Linked DNA regions of Mus musculus: all the other regions are linked to region 3. A link is a contact called in public ChIA-PET and promoter capture Hi-C data. All regions are on one chromosome and are shown on one strand. Each heading gives the region's core, a stretch centred on a gene start, on an enhancer-like site or on the middle of the called end of the contact. The rest is flanking DNA. Distances are from core to core; before and after follow the strand shown.

The links. Promoter capture Hi-C pulls out the DNA fragments that hold promoters and counts their contacts. ChIA-PET counts read pairs in DNA pulled down with a chosen protein or histone mark.
Region 1: a promoter capture Hi-C map of liver shows a contact between it and region 3, with 1.9 times the contacts expected there. The contact joins the enhancer-like site here to the promoter of Tmem131l in region 3. A contact is called at or near these places in 4 of 39 promoter capture datasets (3T3-L1-derived adipocytes, the C10 cell line, liver and 1 more), 32 of 484 Hi-C or Micro-C datasets (the AML12 cell line, LSK cells, the N1E-115 cell line and 17 more), 9 of 115 datasets of contacts at active chromatin or transcription factors (the HPC-7 cell line, the SCID.adh cell line, embryonic forebrain and 2 more) and 3 of 9 other capture datasets (adipose tissue, liver and pancreatic islet).
Region 2: a contact with region 3 is called in an RNA polymerase II ChIA-PET map of memory CD8 T cells, with 2.5 times the contacts expected there. The contact joins the enhancer-like site here to the promoter of Tmem131l in region 3. A contact is called at or near these places in 5 of 39 promoter capture datasets (3T3-L1-derived adipocytes, the C10 cell line, liver and 1 more), 1 of 15 datasets of contacts at CTCF or cohesin (large pre-B cells), 9 of 484 Hi-C or Micro-C datasets (CD8 central memory T cells, ECoMG-derived neutrophils, Th1 cells and 5 more), 6 of 115 datasets of contacts at active chromatin or transcription factors (the SCID.adh cell line, embryonic stem cells, large pre-B cells and 3 more) and 2 of 9 other capture datasets (adipose tissue and liver).

The regions. Positions count from the first base shown.
Region 1 is chr3:83,994,035-83,996,734 of GRCm38.p6, forward strand. The region is part of intron 3 of Tmem131l (transmembrane 131 like); the gene reads right to left. Among named protein-coding and RNA genes, the nearest start is that of Tmem131l, 45 kb to the right of the region's middle. Within about 2 kb of position 1,422, at least 85 of the 459 cell types and tissues checked have an H3K27ac peak or open chromatin away from gene starts, as enhancers often do. A contact at or near this core is called in the AML12 cell line, the SCID.adh cell line, adipose tissue and 7 more, where this site is marked.
Region 2 is chr3:84,091,776-84,094,475 of GRCm38.p6, forward strand. Mnd1 (meiotic nuclear divisions 1) reads right to left here. Exons shown (of 8, transcript NM_029797.3): 7 at 1,780-1,824. Among named protein-coding and RNA genes, the nearest start is that of Gm30458, 31 kb to the left of the region's middle. Within about 2 kb of position 1,291, at least 20 of the 459 cell types and tissues checked have an H3K27ac peak or open chromatin away from gene starts, as enhancers often do. A contact at or near this core is called in CD8 central memory T cells, the SCID.adh cell line, Th1 cells and 1 more, where this site is marked.
Region 3 is chr3:84,038,809-84,041,525 of GRCm38.p6, forward strand. It overlaps Tmem131l (transmembrane 131 like), which reads right to left and starts at 1,353. Exons shown (of 35, transcript NM_172681.4): 1 at 1,169-1,353; 2 at 507-577. The coding sequence starts at 1,292. Gm30352 (a long non-coding RNA gene) reads left to right here and starts at 1,413. Exons shown (of 4, transcript XR_867387.3): 1 at 1,413-2,103.

The DNA.
Region 1 (2,700 bases), core at 172-2,671, 45 kb before region 3:
GCAGTCATCATTACTTAATGGGCACCGATTTTTAGTTTTGCAAAATAAAAACAGTTCTAGAGATGAATGGTAATGATGGTCTCCTGGTTAAGGTGATGTCTAAGAAATGGTCAAGTCATGTAGACTGAACTGTATACTTAAAGTGGTCTAAATGGTGAACTTGATACTCTATGCATTTTACCACTACTCGGAAAATAAACAACAGTCTTAAAGGAAGTATTTTATCTAAACTAGAAGGTAAGTGTACTCAACAGTCTGTCTCCAGCACTGCACAATGGCTCTGGTAATTACACAGCAGACTCGCTAGGGGCTTGGAGTGGGGCTTGGGGGAGGGGGGAAACGCTTGCACGCCTAGCATGCCTGAGGCATGAGTACAACAAAGCGAGGAGCTTGTAGAGGCAATGGGCCAAGCCTGATGTCAAGCCTGACCCCTGGACCCCACGTGGTGGAAGGAGACAAGTGACTCCTCAAAGTTGTCCTCTGACCTCCACACCATGCTGTGACACATACACATAGACAAAGTAAACGAAAACAAAAGAACTGCTTTTTAAAGACACAGAGAAAGGAACTGATTTCCATATATAAAATAAGCATTACCTGGAAGTGCCCTGCCTGTTAATCCAACACCTAGAATGTTCAGTGAGTCCTTAGCACACTTTAACCTGAGGGGTGGAGTTATCCCACTCCTCCATCTTCATCATGGAAGCCCAACATCACAGACCCAGAAAGTGGCTGGAATCGATGCACTGCCAGCCTGTGGGAGGTGCTGCTCTTCTTCCCTCAGTTTCAGACACAGAGACCAGGGTCCCAGGGTGGGCTGCAAGCCTCCTGTTCATTCCCCTGAAACAGACATGCTCAACACCTGCTTTGTGAACTTGAAGAACTGTTTTAACAGCTGGATCCAGAAGCTACAAGGACCTATGACAGGGTCCCCAGTTCTTTTTAATGAACTCACTCAAGGCAAAAGTACTCCTCAGATTTCATTGTTAATCCACTTCAGGCAAGAGTCCCGGACACACCTAAAAGCCTGTCCCTTAATAGAACTGCTCCTAGATGAACCCCTGTCAGGATGGAAAGAGGGACCTAAAGAGCTCACAGCGGACTAGTCTCCCATGAGGGTGCTATTCAAACTTCCCCGTAAGTCCCCCGGGGGCCTTCCCAATTTGCTGCTTACTTATTTTTAAGATGCATAATAACTGAACACTCAACTTGAGTTTATTTTAATGCAAATTTAAGTCAATCTTAAAGCAAACTTCAGATAGTAAAATTGGCTTGAAAGAGGTAGGATTTACTCAAAGGCTGCAAAGACACCTGTCTCCAAAAGCCAGGCCAACTGAGGAAGCCGAGTTGCTCTCTGAGCTCACACCAGGTCCTGGCTGCAGGCTCTCACGAACATTTCTGCCAAGTGCTTCCCCTGACCTGACTGCAGCCAGTAGCATCCGCCCAGCATGAAGGTCAGGGCTTCTCTCTGGTAGTTCTGTTTTCAAGTGTAGAAATGTGTAAATTCCCTGAGGTCAGAGACCAGCAAACTTCCTTATTCCTCTAAAGCATCCACCAAGTTTCTGGCCTGTCCACAGCACACACTTAGTGTGTGTAGGGACCTGCAAGAGTCCCCAGGGCTTGAAAGGACACCGAGCCTTTGTCATCAGAACTCACCGGCTGCCTTTCTCCCAGCCTGACCTGCAGCTCAGTGTGGATGTGGATGCAGTATTTACCCTCCTGCCTACAGGGCCCGGTGGTCGCTCATCCCTGTCTCTGAAATTACGGGATCAAATCCACAGGCACCAAACGCCTGGCCCTGCTTTCAGATTCTATTTGCTGGCTACCTCACACGCTAATGTGTAAAGCTGTGCAGCTAGCTGCTCTCCATTCTGACTGTGTAGGCTAACTAGGCAAGGACATACAAAGTCCTCCAAGGGGATTTATAGCACTTACCTAGTGCCTGTCTTCTATTAACATTACTCAAAGCCTAAGGAAACCTTATGGTAGGTATCTGCACAAGGATAATATGGGGAGAGCTAACCATTTTCACATCCTTAACATCAAAAATAAGTGTGCTAAGCCACTAAGTAATCTTTGGCAGCTTCTATTGAAGGCTGACCTCCAGCAAGCAGCCCAGGGAACAGTTTGCACATGACATCAGGACAATTGCTATCCAGTTGTCAGGAGCTTAGAGAATCAGTTGCCTTTAAACCTCTACCATTACTTTCTCATTCACCGTGACCTTCCATTCTCACAAGGCAGGCAGTACTTGTCACCCACCAACTGGACAAGTAATGCGCATGTACACTCGGCCCTCACAGAAGGACAGGGAGGAGGATAATGCAGGCAAAGGCTACAGGCTATTTGTGGGCAAGAGAACTGGCTGTGCATCGTGTGCGTGCCTGTAACCTCAGTACTCCAGAGGCGGAAGCAGAAAGATCACTCCAAGTTTGAGACCAGCATAGGCTTCATTATAATTTCGGGCCAATCTGAGCTACAGAGTAAAACTTGAATCAAAATAATCAAAACCAAAGAAAAAGGGGCATTTTTAAATGTAGAAATAGTGCTCATTTTTCATGATCTAAACAAGCATGACAGAGAGTAAGGTCCCTCACTGTCCTCACGGTTCCTCAGACTCTGAGAGAAGGCTGACCTCTGGTCATGATACACCCCATTGATCCTGCGAAGGGGTCCCGGAAAGGATCCATGGGCTTCTTA
Region 2 (2,700 bases), core at 41-2,540, 53 kb after region 3:
GGCTACCCTCTGCCACACACACGCGCTGTCCTTCCCACCACTTGTGTGCTGCTCCTCACAAACTACTGGAGGAAAGTCATACACTTTCATTTACGTTATGTGTGGTAGGGGCAAAGTGAGCATGTGTGTGTGTGAGATGGTGCATGAGTGGAGGTCAGACTCAGCTCTCACCTTCTGTCATATGGGTCTAACTTAGATCCTGACCCATCTCAGCCCCCCCTCCCCCACCATCGTTTGTTTAATCCATGAGGCCCCTTGCTTCATTAGCACACTCAAAATTTAACATTTATCAGATTTATATACCATATTTGTTATCACTATTATTTTTCTTAGCTATTTGGGAAAGGTCTTATGTAGCCAGACTATCCTTGAACTCACTACATAGCCAAGACTGGTTTCCTTGCTCCAATTACTGAGTGCTGGGATTACAGACATGTGTCACCATACCTAATGACATATTTCTCACTTACACTTCACCTGATACAATGCTCTTTTTCTCTTCTCTTTTCTTCACTAAAGCACTATTTTGTTTAGGAAACAACTCATAATAAAATAAATATAAATAAAATAAACATGATAGGTGATAGACAGACAGACAGACTGATAATTAGAAGGCCAAAGGGTTATTAATATTTCCTACTTATTTTATTATAAAATGGATTATGGGAAATGAGGTCTAAGCATTCTGTGAAACACAGCCTGAACCAGCAGCAGGAAACTGGCACACATGCTTGCTCTCCGAGGCTAACCTGAGACTCAACAGCCTGTAAGTTCTTCCGTCTCTGCTCCAGCCCTAGACATACCCTGCCGTGGGAGCACAGTGATAGGACTAATACATGGGCAGCGTTAGATTGTCCCCAGGTGGAAACACTCAGTCACCATCATTTTATTATCAAATATTGGGAAACATCAGGGGTACTTTCTGGCAGGTTTAATCTTGTTAATCATACTTGTGTATAAACCATAACTATCATTATTTTCTCCTAAATAATGTCTTCTTTAGGATACACAGAATGCATTGTTGGGAGAAAAGACTTGACACAGGATGGAATCTCACTATCTAGTCCAGGCTGACCTTAAATTCAGGGTCTTCCTGCCTCAGCCTCCCAACCACTAAGCTGTGGGCAGGTGCCACCACACCTGGTGCCACAGTGCCCTATTAACTCCTACTTCTTAAATGTACACCAGAAAAAGCAAGCAGGCTTCCAGTGAAGACTCAGAAAGCTAGTCTAGTTCCTGTTGCCCAACACACTGTGGCTGTGCACTCCTTGGACCTTGACTGTTTCTTCACACTGAGGTGCAATGATCACACCTGCCTTGAGGATTACCACAGAGATAAGATGAGCGTACACCACAGACACTCATAACAGTAAAGCAGCAAAGAGCCCTTACAACACATTAGCACTTCTTACTTGCAGGCGACAAACCTTCAGGATTCCATGATACTCCCAAATGGATTCTAAATTCAAACCCATGAAGCTGTAGGCTGCAGATATAATCAACGGGAGGGTGTTTGCCTGCCACGTATGAAGTCTCACATTCAGTCCCCAGCACCAAAGAAAAGCAAAGCCACATGGAACTTCAGTTTCACCTCATTAGAGATGAAAGGGCAGTGATCAGGAGCTTAGCTTAGGCAAAGCCACACAGAAGTTGGACCTGGAGCTGCTGCTGGCCTCACAGAACAGAAATATACTTTTATAAAGGTGAATCATAATTCGTGTGAAGACACTGGCTTGTATGCCACGGCGGAGCCTTTGCTGTAGTCACTGTCCCACTTACCAGTCCATCGATTGGCGGCTTCTTTAGCTACTTTATTTGCTTCACCTGAAATAAAAAAGGATAAAATAATATGCATTTATTTATACAAATAAGACTATCTCCAACCCTCTACAGATATGAACCAATGTATTATAAATTTCACATGCATTAGAAATTACCATGAAAAAGATCAAATGGTACTCTAACACTGTCTTAAAAACCTCCTCAAATGCTCAAGAAAAGTTTGGGTTATTCAGCTACACTCAGTAAAGAACAGGAAGACAATGTGAACAGCCTCCCTGTTCTGAATCTCACCCCCACTGTACTGACTTCTTTAAAGCCCAGGCTTATTCGATACACTTTATTTGTCTGTTTGCTTGTTTACTGGGGGTAGCACAGCAGAGGTGTGGAAAGGTCGCCTTGGAGAGGCTGTGAGACCTGGTGGCAAACATTTTCATCCTCTAAGTCACCCTGCCAGCCTCTAAAGTACAGGTTTAAATGAGATGCTTCTGAGACAACGTACCTCATCAAATGACAAAAACAACTTAGTGGTAAGAGTTTTATGTATATATTCCTACACTATGATAAATCTAACTTTAAACATTTTTAGAGACAAGCGAGGCATGGTGTTTCACATAGAAAACAGAAACAAGGGGATCTCTTAAAGGTCACAACCAGACTGGTCTACATAGTGAGTCCTAAGAGACTTTGTCTACACAACAAATCAAAATAAACATTTTAGAGGCAAGAAAATAATCCCATAGGAGAAAACGTTTCATTTACTTTATACAGTAAATATCTAACCTTAGCTAGGCACATGGTTGTTACTTCATGCTGGAGGCTGAGACAGGAGGATCTCAGGTCTGAGACCAGCATGGACTACATGTAAGAATTTGTCCCAAAACAAAACCAAAAAATTTAGAGCAATGACTACGTGATTTG
Region 3 (2,717 bases), core at 103-2,602:
TTGGAGAAATTCCAAGATTATACTCCTTTAAAGTCACTTCTTCATCCCAAAGCTACTTAGGCTAATGGCAAAGTACCACTCACTAACATTTATGAAATCAATATTCCCATTGTGTTCAACCCTCCAGCCACTTGCCATCCACACCACACCCGCCTGCTTAGAGACAGCCGTGGAGACCCAGAAGCGAGTCCTCCGCCCACCCTGGCCCACTAACGAGCCAAGGAAGTCGCCACTAGCCAGGCGCAAGGCTGTGAGACACACAACCCTGCTGAGGTGGCCTGGACACCCACCTTCTGAACTTGGGGCGGCCCTGACTCACACCCTGTCACATGGCGCGGGAGCCAGGCTGAAGAGCCACCGTTGCCAGGTGTTCAGGCTCGGCACGACCGTTTATTTGCCTTGCAAAGTGACCCGAGCGCTCCTGTGCCATTGGGGGGAAGGCCGGCAACCTCCAGGCCTCTCCTCCCTCACACGCCCACACCCGCCCTGTCACCGGTCCTCCTCACCTGAGTGGGCAGCAGGAGTTCCCCTTCTTCTGCCTGCCACAGCTCCACCACGTTCGGCAAGGGCTCAAACGCTGCACGGACACCAAAAAAACACACCGCGTTTGTAATGCACGGCAAAGAAACGCTTCCTGTTTCCTCGCCCGTCCCCTCGTGCCAACCGCCTGCCCCCAAACAAGTCTCCTTCTCCCCTCGCAGGGCAGGCCACCCGAGGGGTGAGCCGAGGATGCAAATACAATGCCCAGCCGGACCCCGGGGTCCAGAAGATGAGGGCGTGCGGGCTTGGTCAAGACCAGGGCATGAGGCCGCCGCACCAAGCACGGCGCGACCCCCAAGCCACCGGGCTGGGGGAAACAAAGCTGCAGGAAGCCGGGCGCGGCGAGGCACCCGCGCGCCACACAAAGCGGGGGATGCGCCCGGGGCGCAGGGGCCCGCGCACAAAGGCTCCGGGGCGTGCGCGGCTAGCGGTCCCTGAGCCCCACGCTGCCCGCTCCTGGCCCGGCCTAGAGTCGCCGAGGGGACGCTGCGGTCGCAGGGCTGCAGCAGCCCGTCTTCCCCAGCCGCCCGAGTCCCCTTCCTCCGCGAACCCTCACAGATTTCAACAGTTCCCTAAAAGAAAGGGGGGGCGGGGCGGCGGGGACAGCCAGCCCCGACGACGGGCTGACCTTGTCCCTGAGCCCCTCCCGGACGGCAGCAGGACAGCAGGACCTGGAAGACGCCCAGCAGAAGGTTCACGGCAGCGGCCGTGCGGCGGTAGGCGCCGGACTGCGGGCGCCGGAGCCCCGCCATGCTGGTGCTCGCCGCGCTCGCTCGCAGCGATCTTGTTCTCTTGTTTGGTGGCGCCGCGGCCGCCAGGCCGCGCCCCGGGCCCGCCCCCGCGCCCTGGCCCCGCCCCGCCTCCGGGCCCGCCCCCCGCTGTTGGGCCCGCCCCCGCAGCTGTTGGACTGCTGCTCAGCGCCGGCGCGCCGCTTGCTCCCGAGCGCGTGTGCTCCGCAGATAGAAGGGGATGGAACGCGGCGGGGAGCGGAGGGACGAAGACAATGCGAACGCTCACAGCGCGCAGCACGTGCCCGAGGGCCCCCAGAAGCTTGACTCTGGGGGCTGGGGCTCGCGGCCCACGGGGAGAGGGTGTTGTCGTGAACTTTCATGAGGTTCTCTTTGTCGATGACACCCGGGCCACGGTGGGGGCACTAACCCCCCGGGGGGAGGGGTCCTGGGAATGAATCGTAGCCCAGCGCTTGGCCTTGAACAGGATATTAGTGGAAATATTGCTGTGGTTGTCAGGAAACGCGAGTGCAGCCGCACAGCTACTGCCTGTTATGCAGCGAGGATATCCGGTGGCTGCGAGGTCTGTAATTTAGAATAAAAAGCTCTCCCAACACCCGAGAGGCTGACCTCAGCGCCGCGTGGCGGTAATGCGCTCAGCGCCCTCTGTGGAGACGGTCCAAATCCTGACAGGTGGGAGAGCTTAGGTTAGACCTTCAAGAGCCCTGCAGATGGACCTGCAGAATCAGACTGCAAAAGTGAGCCAGCCACTTGCTAAACGTAGTTGAAGTGGAGGGCACAGATCGCCTGCCAGTTAACAATATTAATAAGTAGTGTAAGTCATACTTGGAAATTTATTTTCTGCCTCTGTTTTTTTTTTTTTTAAGTTGATTTGCTGTGTGCAGCAAACGTAGCTCGTATGAAACTCAGAGACTGTGAGCTTCAGGAAGTGATGGTGTACACCTGTCTGCTTACATTGATCTTCTGTTTAATTGCTTCTGGAGCCTTCCAGTCTAGACTATGGGAAAAAATGTAGTCTCATAGCAGGTCAGATGTTGGTCAAGGACAATATGAATGATGGATGCTCTCTTCATAATACCATACTGTGAACCTAATCTCTTTGTCTGGATGTAACTCTAAATGAGGTTAAACCACCTGATTTCTTTGCCATACTTAACACTTGATAAAAGCAAATGTCCACATGGAAATGTCATTTTGCTTTGTCCAACTTGAGCAGCTCCAATTATTTCTTACTCCCCCCCCCCCCAGATTGCTTGGGTGCATCCCTGGCAAGGATGTCCTGTCCTATCCCATTGGACCCTTTTTTTCCTCTTCATTTCACTTCTCTGGGTTTCTATTTGCCCCTCGGATACTGAAATTCCCTCACTGCATTCAAGGGTCTCAGAAAATCGATGGTATGTCCCGGCTATCGCATGCAAAGCTCTTGGT